Linked DNA regions of Rattus norvegicus: regions 1 and 2 are each linked to region 3. Evidence: chromatin contacts called from public Hi-C data. All regions are on one chromosome and are shown on one strand. The core of a region is the stretch at or near the end of the contact, and the rest is flanking DNA. Distances in the headings are between cores, read along the strand shown. Region 1 holds the start of Hoxa5 (homeo box A5). Region 2 holds the start of Hoxa1 (homeobox A1). Region 3 holds the start of Skap2 (src kinase associated phosphoprotein 2).

Region 1 (2,780 bases), core at 20-2,519, 210 kb before region 3:
CTGGGCTTCATACCTGGCTTGGGGAGTAAATTTTCTCAGCCTTGGGTACCTCTGGCACCCAGACAGCTCGACACATTCAGTAACTGCCAATCTGCCACCACCTCACCTCCAGCACCCTCTCTTTGCCCCATGCTTTCAAAGACCACAGAGAGCATCCTCTTAACCTTCGGACCAGGGACAGAGCCTAACTGGAACCTTAGACCTTACAATGTCGTTGCTTTGAAACTTAACTCTCCCCAGTGGAGTATTTGCAGTAAGATCACACAACTTGCTAACAATATGCAAAGGCTTGAGAAGGCTGGCCATATTTAGCTTTCCCAAAATCCATTGAGATCTGACTTGAGGAGCCTCTTAGCTTCTTTCACAGACACCAATGTGAGCCTTCAATTCCCATACTGCTCCTAGGATCCCCACTTCACCCACAGACAAATAATTGCTTCACTCCCTTGAAACAGTGACTTTGGTCCCTCAAATTAAATATGTCCATGCTATTTCTTCACGTCTAATGGTTTTAATACAAACCACATTTGTCAAAATCAATAACTTCCCACCCAAATCGTTTTGAGGTGAATGAGACATCTCGCTTGGTATGAAATAATCCTTGCCATCCAGCTGCCTTCCTCCCCACCCCCCTTCTCGGTTGTGAGGCTAGAAGCTGGGGTGGAAGTAGTGTAGTTTCCAGTTTAGAGACTGCTGGCTGGGAGTCACACCGGGTGGGTTGTTTTTGCCTCGCTTATCCGCACCTCATTTCTGCCTGCAGGTGCTGTGTATGGGAGTCACGGGCGCAGAGGCCGCCAGACCTACACGCGCTACCAGACCCTGGAGCTGGAGAAGGAATTCCACTTCAACCGCTACCTGACTCGGCGGCGCCGCATCGAGATCGCCAACGCGCTCTGCCTCACCGAGCGCCAGATCAAGATCTGGTTCCAGAATCGGCGCATGAAGTGGAAAAAGGAAAATAAACTCATCAATTCCACGCAGGCCAGCGGGGAAGACTCTGAGGCCAAGGCGGGCGAGTAGACTCCAGGCAGGGACCAGGCCATCGTTGTAACCTCTATTGGCTTTGCCCCCTGGTGCCCTTGCCTGCTCCCCAAGTTTTCTTCCAGCCTGCTTCTTCTGCAGCTTAGGGAAAAGCGTCCAAAGCTCTGCGAGCGTCTACGCATGCATTTACTTATTACAGAAAACAAACAAACAAAATACCACACACCCAATGTCAGCTGTGGGACAGACGCACTGTAAATACACACACACACACACACACACACACACACACACACACACACACACACACACACACAGGTTTTCTCCCCAAGGCTGCCCGAGCCAGCTTGGGAATCCCGGGGTGCACCCAGAATTGGTCCTGCTGCTGTGTTAGCGTCTCTGCGCCCTGTGAGCTACAGACGCGGGGTTGTTGGGGGAAGAAGGAGCCCCAGGCAGTGCCCCGTTTGGTGCCTGGGTTTTTCCGCCTTGGTCCCTCGCCATCAAATCCTAAAGGGCATCGCCAAATCGACTCTGGCTACTGAAAAGAAAGGGTCCACAAGCTGGGCCCCAGCCCTGTCCCGGCCTCTCAGGATGCCCCTAAACAAGAAGCCTGAGGAACAAAGGGGAACTCGCCCCTTCCCCGACAGAACCAAATCTCTCTACCGGCGCATACCCGTCAGTGGGAGAGTAGCAGCCTCAACGGAGGCAAGCCAACCTGGGCGCGAGAGGAACGTTACAACCTCGGGAGCGACTAGGCTCCTGCAGGCTCCCAGCTCCCGATTTCACTCCCAGCCTCATAAGCTGACCGCCGCCACCTAACCGCTTTCAGGACCCAAAGAGGGGGCCCAGGACCATGAGAGCCGCAAGAGTCCTGGCTTCCAAACGTGCCAGGGACTCCTGAGATGCCAGGCCTCTAGTAGAGAAAGTCTCTTCTCCTCTCAGCTACATTTGTGATTTACTTTCGTCTATCGGAGCCCAGGAAAATAACTACGGTGATACTAGGCACTGCCACGAAATGATTCCATTAGTTCCCGCAATTTATTCCCAGTGGTCTAAGCGAGATCCCAATAGCTCTACCCACGGATCCCAGCTTCCAAGCAGCCTCGGAGGCCGTTGGGTATCAGGGCCCACTCTCTGGGTTCACCAAGAACCCTGCTACCTGGGGCCGGGCTAGTCAGAAGAAACGGACCAGGGACGAAGATCTTCCAGGCTGGATAAATAAACAAATGAGATAGCAAACTAATGACACGAAAAACATATTTTCACGGAAGAAAAAAATGATTCTGGTTATACGAGTGTATGGAATTTGACCTCGCCTCGGAGAAACACTACACAAAAGCTGTCTTTAATAGACGCCTGTGGTTTAAGAGCGGCAGGGACACTGTCCTTCATGCGCTCACAAACACAGAGCCATAATTGTGGCTGCTGCTGTGGGCAGGATTTATTTCTTCAATTGGCTAAATCGTCTTCCCTTCCTCGAAGGTGATATCTGTGTTTTCAAAATTCACAGCTGCTAGCCGGGCGGGCAAACCGACCCCAACCTCCACACAAAAATAAGAGGGGATACAAAGCTGGGGAAATAAAGTTGTTGTAAATAATTCTAAGTCATCACCTCCCCCTAATCCTCTGTATCCTCGCCGGGTGTGCGATCGGCAGCTGACGGCCTCACAATTGGTACATCCTAATGGAACTGCGAGGGAAATGCAATAATTTTGCCATAATGGGCTGTAACCTCAATTCGACCCCGGCCCTTGCTGCCCGAGGTCGGAAGCGGAGCGATGCGCCCAGTCTCCAGCGGG
Region 2 (2,700 bases), core at 152-2,651, 160 kb before region 3:
AAACAGGGCCCCTGTCCTGGGGTGATGCTCACATTTTTGCACGGGTCTCTCTGGGGAGTGACCTGCAGGTTCACACAAGCAGCTACACAGTCCGTTGGAAAGGGTCCCATCCACTCAGCCATCTGTCCACTGCCCCTCCCACCTGCCAGTTCTCAACTGCCCCCCCCCTCCACACAGGCAATAGGGGATGATGGGAAGAGGGGGCTCTCCTGCTTCTAACTTGCCCCTCCTGGAAGAGAGAAACGTGACGGGGGAAGGTCAGCATACTTTGTAGGAGTTGACTGTGATCTGGCCCTCTGAGGCCTATATTAAGAGTGAACAAGCTTCTGAGTCTCAAAGAGTCGGCAGATGGCCTGCAGCTCAGGCTCGGCCACGCCAGCCACGTCTGCTGGCGCCAACTCTCTCCTCTGCCTTCTACCCCTCAAACTCCAGCAGCAGAGTTGCTCCGAATCTTGCAGGCTACCACGAGCAAAGCTGACTGAGAAGGAGAAGGGAAGGAGGAGGGAGGGAGGGGGAGAGAGAGAGAGAGAGAGAGAGAGAGAGAGAGAGAGAGAGAGAGAGAGAGAGAACACTCGGCCTTTCCCAGAGAGCTAGGTTCCTAGGGCCGACCCCCTCCGCCCCCTACGGCCCCGGGGTCGAATTACTGAAGCTCCCATTGCTATGCCATTGGCCAGCAGGAATCAGGGAAGAGGGCTCTGAGACCCTCTGGATGAGGATAGAAGTTTCTTTTCTTGCTCTGGTCCCCAACACATTCACCCGGGTTCCTCCCAGTCAATCGTCTGCGCACGTCCCTCTACATTCCGAGGCTGGCGAGCCAGTGACGCAACCTCGCCCTAGGCGCCGCGATTCGGGACTCTGCTGGGGCTGGATCCTGGCGGCAGTCCCCGAGCTGAGGGCGTGGTGTTTGTTGGATTCCCACCCTTCCCACCCCGTGTGCTCCCAGCTCCGCCAGGGTCCTTGCGACCACGCAGAGATTTTCAGCCCACAAGATGCCGGCCACAAGACAGCCGGGAGGCCTCATCCCCTCTCACCTCTTGCCTGTTCAGTTCTCTCGGCTGGGTGGGGAAGGGGCCGCGGAGGGTGCCTCCCATCCCCCCCACTTCTGGAGGCGGAGGCGCGCAGAGCCGGGCGCGCGCAGAAGTCAGTCTCGGCTCCCTTTAGTCCCAATGCTCCAAGTCAGCTCCGGCAGCGGCCGTAGCTACCGCCGCGGCCCGGGCTGCCTGGGGGGGCGAGCGCGCGTCACCTACACTGAGGAGCGCCGGGGATTTAAATGCCACTGAAACGGTGATCCATCACCGCCGCCGCCGGTAAACTTTCGCAGGCGGCTCAGCCATTGGCTGACAGAGTCACGTGTCCTTCCCCTCGAGCCCTCCGCCTGCCCGCCCCGCCTCTTGCGCACTGTACATTCATATCATTTTTCTTCTCTGGTCCTATGGAGGAAGTGAGAAAGTTGGCACGGTCACCCAGGGCTTCGCAGGACCCAGTCACTCAGTGACAGATGGACAATGCAAGAATGAACTCCTTTCTGGAATACCCCATCCTTGGCAGTGGCGATTCTGGGACCTGCTCGGCGCGAGTTTACTCCTCTGACCATGGAATTACAACTTTCCAATCCTGCGCGGTCAGTGCCAACAGCTGCGGCGGCGACGACCGCTTCCTAGGGGGCAGGGGGGTGCAGATCACCTCGCCCCATCACCACCACCACCACCATCACCATCCCCAGCCGGCTACTTACCAGACTTCTGGGAACCTTGGGGTTTCTTATTCCCACTCGAGTTGTGGTCCAAGCTATGGCGCGCAGAACTTCAGTGCGCCTTATGGCCCCTATGGATTAAATCAGGAAGCAGACGTAAGTGGTGGGTACCCCCCGTGCGCTCCCGCTGTTTACTCTGGAAACCTCTCGTCTCCCATGGTCCAGCATCACCACCACCACCAGGGTTATGCTGGGGGCACAGTGGGCTCGCCCCAGTACATTCACCACTCATATGGACAAGAGCACCAGAGTCTGGCCCTGGCCACGTATAATAACTCCTTATCCCCTCTCCACGCCAGCCACCAAGAAGCCTGTCGTTCCCCTGCTTCAGAGACGTCTTCTCCAGCGCAGACCTTTGACTGGATGAAAGTTAAAAGAAACCCTCCCAAAACAGGTAAGTCCTGCCAGCTGGCAAACAAATGCTGTTCAGTTTTTGAAAGGGGCCGGTGCACCTAGTTTCCTAGGAAAATTAATGATTTTAAAAGATAGGTTCTTGCTTATGTCTAATGTCGTCTAGAGTTGTAGTGGGTGGTGTAGGGTGCCCAGGTGTGTTGAGGCAAAGGAGTTTCAAAGGGGCTGAGGTTTAAGTGGTCTAAAGGTAGATGGTGTGTGTGTGTGTGTGTGTGTGTGTGTGTGTGTGTGTGTGTGTGTGTGTTGGGGTGGGAGGTGGTAGTGGTGTCCTGTTAATATCTACAGGCTCCATTAATCACGAGCCTGATCACGCTAATGGCTGACTTCAGGTTAACACTTTACTTACAACATCGTTAGTCACTGGCGCTTCCTGATAGGGTTTGCGCTGAGCAGTTTACTGAATATTGCCTCAAGTTTGGGGTAAAGGTTTAAGAATGTTTATCTTTTCTCTCTTCCTCCTCTACCCTAGGGAAAGTTGGAGAGTATGGCTACGTGGGTCAACCCAACGCAGTGCGCACCAACTTCACCACCAAGCA
Region 3 (2,700 bases), core at 113-2,612:
GCCCTAAATTGTATACCATATTCTATACTATACCTTCGTGTGGCTGGTACCTCAGGGAGGAAGGGATGCCTCAGCATGGGCCCACAGATGCACCCCCTTCCCCCACACCACATTGCACCTCCTACAAACATACCCGATTGGAGCTTTGACATACTGTTCAGAGCACAGCATTAGTACCTAGGAGAAATAATAAATGACAGTCACTCTTTCTACCAATGTGGGTAAGTGATATTCATGTCATTTTGAAATGATATGCCCTACCAAAGGAAAGACAGGCGGGGCAACTTGGGGCGTATCATTAGCCACTTTTCCAAGCATATTTTTACTAAAAAAAACCACAGTTTACATTCAAAGTGTTTTCCCTTGTCGGTTCCTGTCTGAAGACTCCGATCAGTCTCTTTTGCGTTCTTCAGAGGCTCTGGTAGCTTCATTTTCTTTCATGACAAATATGTCTACACAGTAGGTTTTAAGAAATTGTGAGGGTTGATGGCACTTGAATGTAATTATCATTTCTACATACACACACATTTTAAAGACTAAAGGACCCAGAATTTCTTGGATTTTAAGTGTAAATGTTTAAGATCGAAAGACTCAACCTTTGCTGACTAAAATGAAGAAATAGATTTTATATTTTTACTGCTCTAAATCACTATTTGCAACTAAAAAATACTTATAGTGGGCAGGGGTACAGTTGGCTTACTGGTACATTTCAGCACATTTCTGGTGCCTGACCCTAAAAGGATGATATCTAGAACTTCTTCCGTCAGAGCAAGAGAAATCATTCACATGAAGAATAAGTAGGAAAGTTATGTTCGCACCAATCAGAACGCTCTGCCATTTTAGGAGCGTTTAGGACACTCAGGAAGGACTGGCGGAAAATGGGACTTCGTTAGCTTCATCCAGTGGGACAAAGAAAGCCATGCTAGTTGGAGCTTTGTGGTGGAAACTTTTTGGTGGGTTACCAGACAAAGGGTTTAAACCTTAGTGGGAACGACCACTATTTAGATGGCCCGTTAACGGGAAAGTGCGTAAGCCTTGTAGAGACGTAATTTTCCAGAATCCAGGAGAAAGAGAGGTGTGGCTGAGGTACCAGTAACGAAAATGGCGCGTACGAGCTTCAAGACCCGGTCAGGTGACATAGCTCCAATTCGCTCCCTTCCTTCTGAGGCCTCGCCTCCTGCTCGCTTCCGTGTATAGGCGTGGCCTATCTGGAAGAGTGTGGGCGTGGCCTACCCGGAGGCGCTTTCTTTGGACACTCAGATAGCAAGGCCTACGCAAGCGCAGTAAGCCTTTAAGGCCGGTCTCCCCGCCCCTTCACCCATAGCCCCGCCCCATTCTCCCGGGCGGGGCGGGGCAGGGCCCGGCGTCCAGCGACCGCTGCCTGGACAGCCAGTGACTTCCTTGTTGTGGGTCTCGGCCAGGTCGTGTCCCGAGTCGTAGCCCCGCGGTGCTTACTCGGACCGCTTTTGCAAGTCTAGGTCCAAGCTACTACCATGCCCAACCCCGGCAGTACCTCCTCTCCCGGCTCAATCCCTGAGGAAATTAGGAACCTGTTGGCAGGTAAAGAGCGGGAAGGGGGCGGTGACACTGGGGGCGGGGGCGCGGGGACGGCGAGCCGGCAGGGACAGAAGCGCTTAGCCTTCACCCTGTACGGGCGGTGGGGGTGGGCCATGTAGGGGGACTAGGGTGCGGAGACTAGAAGGGAGTGGGCGTGTATGCTGAAATGTGCTGACCCTCCCTGGAGAGCGGACAGTTATGCGTTTCATGAAGACAAGAATGTGAGGGCGGGAGATGTACAGCAAATGTTGATGAATGCTTGTATGGGAACTGCAAAGGTAGATGTCCAAGTACTAGTTTCTGGGTGGCCCGGCCAGTAAGAATGCAGGTGCCTGCAAAGACTGCAGGGCCGCAAGTGTTGGGAGTTAGGAGGCGAAAAGATACTATTCACCCCATTTTCCTGAACAGTCAAGTCAAACATGTTTATAGTTTTGAAAAGTGCCCGATTTTCAAATGGCCACTATTTCTTCAGCCTCAGTAACTATTAAAAGTGAAAAAGGAAGGATGTGTTAAAAGTCCTACTTCCTGTGTCATGTGATCAAGGAACTTCATCTTTGCACCCTCATCTTCCTCTTTTTGGTTTTACATTCCCATTTATAGGGACTTTCAGGAGTTTAAATGTGGTTCCTCAGTTCCTCAGTTAGGTCAGTAATGTTTGGAGGTATGCATTTCCACTAAGCAACAAGGAAAGCTGGGTAGAATAGATCTGCACAAAGTAGGAAATACATCTTTTTAGAGTATCCCAAGTCTCACCTATCCTGATGGTCTTGGATACCACCATATACTTTGTCTTGTAGATGCTAACATTTGGAAACGGCATAATTTTAGTTATTTTAACAGAATTAAAAAGTTTCTCCTTCATGCCTGGGCTGTCAACTGAGTATTTTAATCGTTAAAAACAATGTTACCTAAAAGTGCACTTGAATTAGTAAGTTATGGTTGCAACAGTGTGAGACCAAGTATCATAGAATACCTTGTTAAACTCGGGTTGTTTGCGTCATGGCTGGATGGAGACTGGTGTTTGTATGAACATGATGCAGGGTGAGGGTGTGCTATGTCACTCTGAGAAATGCTTCTTGTCATTAATGGATATCACTAAGAGAAGCGATGAAAGAACTGTAGATGCTGATTGAGAGCTTAGAG

What was found. Hi-C and Micro-C count contacts between places; a contact is called where the count stands out from the background.
Region 1: a Hi-C map of kidney shows a contact between it and region 3, with 5 times the contacts expected there. The contact joins the promoter of Hoxa5 here to the promoter of Skap2 in region 3. A contact is called at or near these places in 10 of 12 Hi-C or Micro-C datasets (the A7r5 cell line, Schwann cells, frontal cortex and 5 more) and 1 of 1 datasets of contacts at active chromatin or transcription factors (oligodendrocytes).
Region 2: a contact with region 3 is called in a Hi-C map of Schwann cells, with 3 times the contacts expected there. The contact joins the promoter of Hoxa1 here to the promoter of Skap2 in region 3.

What each region holds. Positions count from the first base shown.
Region 1 is chr4:82,635,340-82,638,119 of GRCr8, reverse strand. Hoxa5 (homeo box A5) reads left to right here and starts at 1,269. Exons shown (of 2, transcript NM_024389.1): 1 at 1,269-2,780. The coding sequence starts at 2,760. All of the region lies in intron 1 of Hoxa3 (homeobox A3), which reads left to right. It overlaps Hoxa6 (homeobox A6), which reads left to right. Exons shown (of 2, transcript NM_001191087.1): 2 at 761-1,096. The coding sequence ends at 1,020. All of the region lies in intron 1 of Hoxaas3 (Hoxa cluster antisense RNA 3), which reads right to left.
Region 2 is chr4:82,587,910-82,590,609 of GRCr8, reverse strand. Hoxa1 (homeobox A1) reads left to right here and starts at 1,401. Exons shown (of 2, transcript NM_013075.3): 1 at 1,401-2,147; 2 at 2,634-2,700. The coding sequence starts at 1,499. Hotairm1 (Hoxa transcript antisense RNA, myeloid-specific 1) reads right to left here and starts at 1,195. Exons shown (of 2, transcript NR_132646.1): 1 at 1,032-1,195.
Region 3 is chr4:82,430,181-82,432,880 of GRCr8, reverse strand. It overlaps Skap2 (src kinase associated phosphoprotein 2), which reads left to right and starts at 1,362. Exons shown (of 13, transcript NM_130413.1): 1 at 1,362-1,560. The coding sequence starts at 1,494. LOC102550087 (a long non-coding RNA gene) reads right to left here and starts at 1,239. Exons shown (of 3, transcript XR_005503577.2): 1 at 1,113-1,239; 2 at 134-177.